2 separate regions of the Sus scrofa genome follow, and region 1 is linked to region 2. The links are chromatin contacts, called in public HiChIP or PLAC-seq maps. All regions are on one chromosome and are shown on one strand. The core of a region is the stretch at or near the end of the contact, and the rest is flanking DNA. Distances in the headings are between cores, read along the strand shown. Region 1 overlaps SERGEF (secretion-regulating guanine nucleotide exchange factor). Region 2 overlaps SERGEF (secretion-regulating guanine nucleotide exchange factor).

Region 1 (4,057 bases), core at 1,427-3,926, 79 kb after region 2:
TGACAGCTACTCACACAAAGCAACACATTATTCTGTGCCATCCCTGTTGGGCTCTGATCTAGCTTACAAGTTCATCCTCATTAGTGCCAGGCTTTTGGATTAAGCATTACCCTTTCCAGCAGCATCTCCCACTGGAAATGGTAACATATTGGGTCCCTCATATCTTGGAGTACATTCATTTATCAATGTGCATTCCTTCCCTTCACAAGGGATCTGGAACAACTTATAAGCACCAGATGCCTTGGAAGAGAAGAAACACAGCTTCTGGTCAACATTCATAATAATAAATGACCAATTACATCATTCCCTTTATTTACAAAGCATAGTATATCTCATATGTTCCTTAAAGAATTCTGTGAAATGGGTATTATGTTCCATTTACCAATGAAGAATCTAAGATTCCTAGAGGGGGAAAAAAAAAAAGGCTTGGCTCACCCAAGACCACAGAGCTAGTAAATGGTGGAGTCACCTAACTCCAAACCCTGTTCTCTTTCCATTGTACTCCTGGCTTCTCCAACCAGTATCTTCTCTTTGATCTGCCTAGGCTTGTTCTGGCTTTAACTCCAGGCTTTTTCTGTGATTCCAAACTAAACTATTACTTTCTCTGCTATGTCTTTAACGTTTTAGTCTTGAGAGAATTCCATAGAATCCAGCAGGAAGAAGTTTATTCCTCTCAGACCTTGTGATCTTCCATGACTTCCATGCTGACTGTGGACCTCCATCCATATCCTTTAGCTAGAGCTCCCATTGGTCTCTCCCTTTCTTTTTCCCTCTGTCAAGTTTACCCTTGGTCTGAACTTTGGACCCTTCTTAGTTTCTTGTCTTTTTCCTCCTCATCTTTTCCATATTTCTCAGGGTTCTTCCTGTCAATCTTGCTGCTTTGATAGACTAAAGCCTCCCCCTCCCATCATGTAGGCTTAGTTTCCTCCATGTATTCATTCATTCCCTCACTCATTCATCAGTCATTTCCTGAATGCTAATGTCAAACACTATATTTAGGTACTGAGGGCTCCAAGATGTTAAAACATGGTTGAGGAGACCATGAAGCCTTTACACTTCAATAGGTAAGGTTGTGAAGGCATAAACAAAAGCTTTGTGGGCCCACAGGAGAAGGGACATGGGATCCAGGCTTGGGGGAGGGAGGTGTCTGAGAAGTTCTCTTGGAAGAGATCGTGTCTGCAGTGAGACCTAAGGGATAGGTTGAAGTTGCCTTAGAATGAGTGGTGGTGGTGGTTAGTGGAGTTTTGGGGAGGGCAGAGTGCCAGTCCGAAAGATCTCCTTATGCGAAGACCCAGAGCTTCCTGTTTAGGAAACTGCAAGTGCTTTGGCCTGATTTGGAGCAGAGATTGAGGGTGGTGAGGAGTGGCAATCTGGAGCCAGATTGTACTTAGTTTGTTCAGAAGGTGATGAAGGATCCTGGAAAGATCTTAAGTAGAGGAGTGACTTGTTTAGATAGCATTTGAGAAAGATCACTTTGGTGGCAGGGCAAAGGATGGATTGGGGGAAAGAGACGGAGATAAGAGGTGAGTCAGAAGACTGTGGCAGTGATTGAGGCCTGAATGGACAAAAACTTGAACTAAGGTTAAGGCAGCAATAATGGAGAGAAGTCAATGGATTCAGAATAGACGAGAGGTGGAATTTCCAGGGCTACTAGCTGATTAGCTGTTCACTCTATTGAGAGGTCGTGTGCTCTTTTGTCTCATCCTTACATGTATGTGTCTGCTTTGCTTTCTCCCTCGTGCTGTCTCTGCATGCTGTCAGAAGAGAAACCCGGTGTTTGTTTCTTAGTTGGCTCTGTTTACCCATCCCCTCTTCTTATCCCATTCTCCCTCCTGCAACGTCCTTCTTCTTCTGGTAGACTCACCTTTATCAAGTGTCTGGTCAATGTCCAGGGCATTCTTTATACTTGCATTTGGAGACCTGAGTGACACTTAAGGTCAACCAAGAGGTGTCACTCAATTTCTCTCTAGGTTACCCTCATTCCCCCTCTGCTTTGCTCGTGCCATCCTCTTCCAACAGGGTACCTGGGAGGAGGGGATACCAGGGGACTTTATTTGCTGAGTTACCTCTAAATGAGGAAAAGGCATGTATCCCTCCTGCATTTTTAGAATAGAAAATCTTTAAACACAGGAAAGAACAGGTGACTCCTTCCCTTCAAGAGAAGAGGAAGCCCAGTATGGGCAGATTGAAATGTTCCAGGTTGGTGACATTTGGTACTGTTCCCTCCATGGCTGTGCTGGCCAGTTTAATCTTTTAATAGAGCTTTCATATTAGAAGGGGCCTTGGAGATCATCCAGTTCATCATCCTCATTTGGCAGAAGAGGACTTTGAAGTCTCTAGGGGTCATGAGGTTTGCCCAAGGTCACACTAGGAGCAAAACTGGTACCAGAATCAAGGCCCTGTAGTCCAGTTCTTGTTTCGTTTGCCCCACAGAAGTATATGATTTTTTTTTTTTTCCTCTCACAAGTTTGACAGTCTAGAGAATCAGACTTACAGGCTGTTTTAATGATTGTCTAGTTTGAGAGCCAACACCACCCCCTGCACTTTCCCAAGGGGCCGGAAACAGCTTGTCCAAGGTCACAGGGTGTATGAGGGGTAGAGGGGCCTCCAGACTTGTACCCTAGTGCTCTGGTACTCCTTCCAGCACAAGCCAAGGTCTCAACCAGGACCTAAGACTTGGACAGCTTGGCTCCAAGGGCACAGAACAGAATCATTCTTCAAATGCATCTCAACCACAGTCCATTTCGTAAGAGCTGAAAGACATGATTTCCTTCTTTTTTTCTTTTTTCCTTGAATTTTTTTTCTTTTTACCTTATTTGATAAAAGTGTATGGCTGTGGAAATTACGTCAGTTTAATTAGGCTGCTTGACACAGTACTTTTCCACTGAATTTACTAGGAACTGTGAATTTGTTGTAGCAAACTGCACTGCAGGCTGCAGTATCTGATTGGCATGCCAGGAGCACCACTAGCGAACAGCTAAATAGAGATTGGGGAGAAAACTGGGTCAGGAAACAGGCCTCCTGTACCTACAGCGGCCGCGGAAGGCGGCGCAGAGGCGGCAGGTGGCCACAGCATGGCACTGTCTCCCGGAGCCTAAGCCAGCGAGCGCCCCGCCCCCCAAGCTCTGCGCTGCAGGCTCCCCCCGCCCCAACCCTTTCCTTTGCAGGTGGTTGTTCCTGTGGCCATTTTGCCTTCTGTTTCTCTACAGACCACAAAGCTATGATACCTGGCAGCTTGGGAATGACTTTTTCTTAATGAAAAAGCCGAAGATTGGTTGAGATGGAATCTTCATTAGCCACTGGTATTCCAAACCACTGAGCAAGTCTTTTGGCTTTCCAGAGTGGGGTCTGTCAATGGGCTGAGACTGGGATTGAGACCTTCCTGCATAGGGATTAGGAAAGGCTTCCATGTGCCTCTCTCTCAGTTTCCCTTCCTTTCTCCCCCCAGATATTACTGAATACATTTCTGAAACTTTCAGTGCTGAGTACCTAGGCAGATCAGAGGCTCCTAGATGGGAGGAGTGAGTGATTGTGCCAGAAGGAGACTTCTTGAAGGAGTAGCATTTGAGCTAAGCTGTGAGCAATGAAGTAGGTCAGGTCAGGAAGAAATGAGGGGAGAATGCTGGTGGCCTGGCCCTGCTGGTCTCACGACTGCTTTGTGGAGGCTGGCAACCCATCTGGGGCTAGAATCTGTCTCGGCATGTTGGAGTTGACTGGGACCCTAAGGATCTGTTTTTCTAGGCTCCTTACTTTATAGGTGGGCAGATGAAGGCACAGAGAGGAAGGGGCTGGAAGATAGGCCACCCCGTTGCTATTAGAACCATCCTATGCTCTGTCATGCACTTGTCCTTCTTTCTGATGGGGATCTGAGAACATCCATTCACTCTTCTGCGTTTCACTCCTGTCACTGTCTTTCTGACTCCCATCATGTGAACTCAGAGAGTTCCAGTGGTCTCCAACTATAAATTACCCAGCAGAGAGGGAACCTGATTCTGCTGGCATTGAGTTCCGAGGTCACTCGGGTCCTTGCTGGATAGCCGTATGCCTTTCCTTCCTC
Region 2 (3,838 bases), core at 384-2,883:
ATAGGAGAACGGAGATGGCTTTGGCCTCTAGCTGGCTGCCCCACAGGAAGAGCCAGGAGACAAGGACTTGGGCCCTGGGATGGTGAGCCAGAGGTGGAAAGAGGAGGGGACAGCAGTTAACTGTCTGCCTTGATCCCGATTTCACTGAGCATCTGATCCTAATGATTTCATCTGCAGTAAGGGCAGTGTCCATGGCATTTTCTGTTCCCTTTCTGTCTGCCCAGTTCTCCTCTGGTTCAAGTTCCTCTAATCAGGTTGCGCCATGATGGAATCTTCATCAAAGTCACCTCAGAGCCCCTACACCCAGCAGATGAGCAGGCCCAGGGCCGTGCCAGAGGCACATTATAGTAAGTTGGCACAATTGGTTGAATAAATTTTTTAAAAAAATTTCAAAGGGGGTCAGTGTAGGGCAGGGAACCAGTCTTTGCCAAGCACTTACCATGGACCGGGTGCTGTGCCAGCTGCCACTTACCTCGTCCTCATGATCCTCTGAGGTAGGGGCCATTGCCTCCATAGTCCAAGAGAGGAAATTGAGGCTCGGAGAGGCTGAGTGGCTTGTCTAAAGTAACACAGCTGGTTACGCCAAGCAGACCCCTGGACTATGTTCTGTTTGATGTCAAAGGTTAGACTCATTTCATCTCCTTGTGCCGCCTCCCCGCAAAGCGACTGCCCTGGGAGCGTAGCAGGCACCTCCCAGGCTGCAGGGCAGGGAGAAACAATTCTTTTTTCTCTTTGGAGAAAGCTTATGGTGGGCTGCTGGGGAGAGGAGACCTTTGAAGCAGCAAAGGCAGGTCTTTGTGGAGCAGGTTCCGGAGTGGTGTCTGGTGGTGGGACGCCTTCTGAGAAGAGGTACCTCTCTTCTCTGCGTGGGGACCCCTGCAGTTCCCTGGTTTTTCCCTCTCCCCCTCGCCCCGTGTAGTGACTGCCACACTTCCGTTGCTCTCTGCCCACTGTCACCTCCCTGTCCATCCCATTGAAAATAGCCACCTCCTCCTGTCTCCCACACTCTACTCCCTGCCCTGCTTTACTTTCCACCAGAGCAGTTTTCACTGCCTGAAATCACAGTATCATTATTTGCTTGTTCATTTGTCAATGCTTCCCCCTCACCAGGTGCGAGGGACCTGGTCTGTTTTACCACCCCCTCCCCCACCCCAGGTCTCCCCTAGTGTAGACGAAGGGCTCCATCAGGGTTAGTCGCATGGAGTAGCTGCAGCTTCCTGGCATGGGAGCGATGCATTTTCAGTGGCCATGCTCGGGACACCAGCCTGTGGGCCTGCCCTCTTCCCACCTTCTTGGAGAAGCTCAGTGCAGAGAGCGCTCGCTCCCTGAGGCCGCCAGTGCTGCTTGGTGCCCCAGGGCTGGGAGGCCAGCTTTGCCCCTGCATGGCTGCAAAGCCTTGGGTCCTCGGCTGCTCAATCTGTCCACAGTGGGCAGGGGCACCAGCCATGCTGCGAGCTCACAGGAAGGTTCTGGGAAGGGCTCGGAGGCCCCTGGCACGAGGGCTGAGTTTCCATTCAGAGAGCCCTCCTCCTCTTTCCTGGTGGGGATTGATTTGTTCCAGGAGCTCTCTGAAAGTGAGCATTAAGTGACCGGCCTGTAATTGTGCCATCATTTTTAGGTTCTTGACAGATGGCACTGTGCTTGCCCTTTCTCAAGGGACCTTGCCTGTCTCTCGGGAACTCTCAATAATCGTAGTGACAGCCAGTGCCTTAAAGTGCTCTCGGATATGTGCCAAGATGAAAGCGGCCCATTTTGAGGAATCTTGGATCAGCTTTTTCCTAACCTAAGCTTGACTTTTTACCTTCAGAGGAAGCTTGACGTGGTCCCAAGAGCCCTGAGGAGCCAGGCTCAAGTTCTGATTTGGCGGCTTGTTGGCTGTGTGCTCTTAGGCAAGTCATTTAAGCTCTCTGGGCCTAGATTTCCTCATCAGTTAAGTGAGAATCATAATCTCTATTTTGGCTGCCTCGTGGGGATATATTATGTCACGCACTCATTCACACATTCCTTCCTTCCTGCCTTCACTCTGTTATTCAACAAATATTTGTTGAGTAGGCTGAGGAGGGCGCTCCAGGCAGAAGGCATTCTGGAAACAAAGGCCTAGATGTGGGAAGTGTACCCTAGCCTTGTTAAGTGTTTGCTTAACATGGGGCCAGATAGGGTCAGAAGGGTCTGGAATCCCTCAAGAAGAGCATGGGTCCCTTATTCAGGCTTTGTTCTGAGGAACAGCTGCAGGTCTCCTGAGGGTGATAAATATGAACAAGGGAGGGAAGGCCCTGCCTCAAGGGAGGGTGGCTCTTACGGGCTTTTTCTGCTCAGGGCTCATCTCTGCCACTGGTTTGGAGGTACTCTGGGTTCCCGCGGGGCCCTCTCCCTGAGGTGAGCTGGGTGACCCTTAGAAAGTGCGAGACGGGTGGGGACTGGAGCCACCCGGCCCCCAGGTCTGCCCTCTGGGGCCTGCAGGGAAGGTCACGTGACCTTCCCTCCTGAAGCATTTCTTCTGGGCTTGAAGATGAGCCGCTTCAGGGCTTCCTCACAGATCCCTGAGGAGAAGGAGGCTGTGGGGAAGGGTTCCTCAGATTTACCCAGGACGCACTGTGTGCCAGGCATTTTGCCAGAGCTTTGCAAAAATATCTATTTAATCCTTACACAAAGTTTGCTGAGCGGGGCTCCCTCCCATTTTACGTGTGAGGCAACGAGAGGTTAAGACTCACCCCGCTCCTAGTTACTTGGCCTTACCTTGCACAGTGTGACATCGGGGTCGGCAACGTCATCATGTCAACTCGAGGGGGTTGCGAGGATCGAGTAAGATCCTGGGTGACAAAGCACTTTGTTCCCTGCAGGTGACTGAGCTCCCAAGCAGGACGTCATGGACAGCACTGCTTCCCAGAGACCCACTTGCCATTTGCCTGGGCCTTTCTGCCTGGCTGCTGGAAGGTTCTAACCTCTGGCTCTCCTCTGTGCACCTTCCCCTAGCCAGCCCCTGGGGTCAGGGGCTCCACTCGGCATTTTGCCCCTTTAGCCAGCGAATATGAAGCACCACTTTTTTTCAGAAAGTTAACCCTGTGGCACAAAATTAACATCAAAGGTAACTTACTTTTTTGCCCTGTTAGTGAGAGTAGTAAGAAGGCAGGGAATTTTAATGCTGGAGGGGACCGTCTCGGCCTCATTTGAAATTTGGGGAAACAGAAGCCCAGGGAGGTGGTGCCACAGCTGACGGATGCAGAGCCAGGATGAGACCAGGGGTCCCTAGCCCAGGGCCCCTCCATGGCCCGGCAGTACTCTCCTAAGAGAGACTTCAATTGTTCCGTCTCCCTTATGGAGGAAGGAAGAAGCCAGTTTAATAAATTTCATTACACCAGCCCCTTTATGTAACAGGGCTGTTTCCGGGTCCTGGCAGATGGTCCATAGTAACAGTGCTTTGCTGATTTGGTTGGAGCTGATCCTATGAAAGGAAAAATCTGTGTAGCAGATGCCATTCCCAGTCCCTGGCCGTGGAAGAGTCAGCCTCTCCCAGGAAGGTGCTGCAGCTCTGGTGCTCACCGTCTCTGGTGGGACTCAAGGCAAACGTCATGGAGGTTGTCTTATGCTGGGTCAGGTTTTTACAGAAGGTCACATTGATGACTTGGAGTTCCTTGATGGCTGCGGTGCTGGTGAAAGGTGTTTCTTCTGGGGTCTGAGGGACGGCAGCAGAGTGGGAGGGAGATCAGATGTGGAAGGGAAAGGCAGGCAGTCCCACCACAGTGGCCTTTCATACCCATGAGGCCTTGGCCCTCCAGATATGCAATTTTTTTTTTTTTTGTCTTTTGTCTTTTTTTAGGGCCACTCCCGCAGCATGTGG

The links. HiChIP or PLAC-seq counts read pairs in DNA pulled down with a chosen protein or histone mark.
Region 1: a contact with region 2 is called in an H3K27ac HiChIP or PLAC-seq map of skeletal muscle, with 2.7 times the contacts expected there. The contact joins two enhancer-like sites. A contact is called at or near these places in 4 of 47 Hi-C or Micro-C datasets (liver, psoas muscle and skeletal muscle) and 1 of 2 datasets of contacts at active chromatin or transcription factors (skeletal muscle).

Annotation. Positions count from the first base shown.
Region 1 is chr2:41,230,730-41,234,786 of Sscrofa11.1, forward strand. All of the region lies in intron 9 of SERGEF (secretion-regulating guanine nucleotide exchange factor), which reads left to right. Among named protein-coding and RNA genes, the nearest start is that of SERGEF, 120 kb to the left of the region's middle. Within about 2 kb of position 2,677, at least 7 of the 83 cell types and tissues checked have an H3K27ac peak or open chromatin away from gene starts, as enhancers often do. A contact at or near this core is called in skeletal muscle, where this site is marked.
Region 2 is chr2:41,153,133-41,156,970 of Sscrofa11.1, forward strand. The region is part of intron 8 of SERGEF (secretion-regulating guanine nucleotide exchange factor); the gene reads left to right. Among named protein-coding and RNA genes, the nearest start is that of SERGEF, 41 kb to the left of the region's middle. Within about 2 kb of position 1,634, at least 2 of the 83 cell types and tissues checked have an H3K27ac peak or open chromatin away from gene starts, as enhancers often do. A contact at or near this core is called in skeletal muscle, where this site is marked.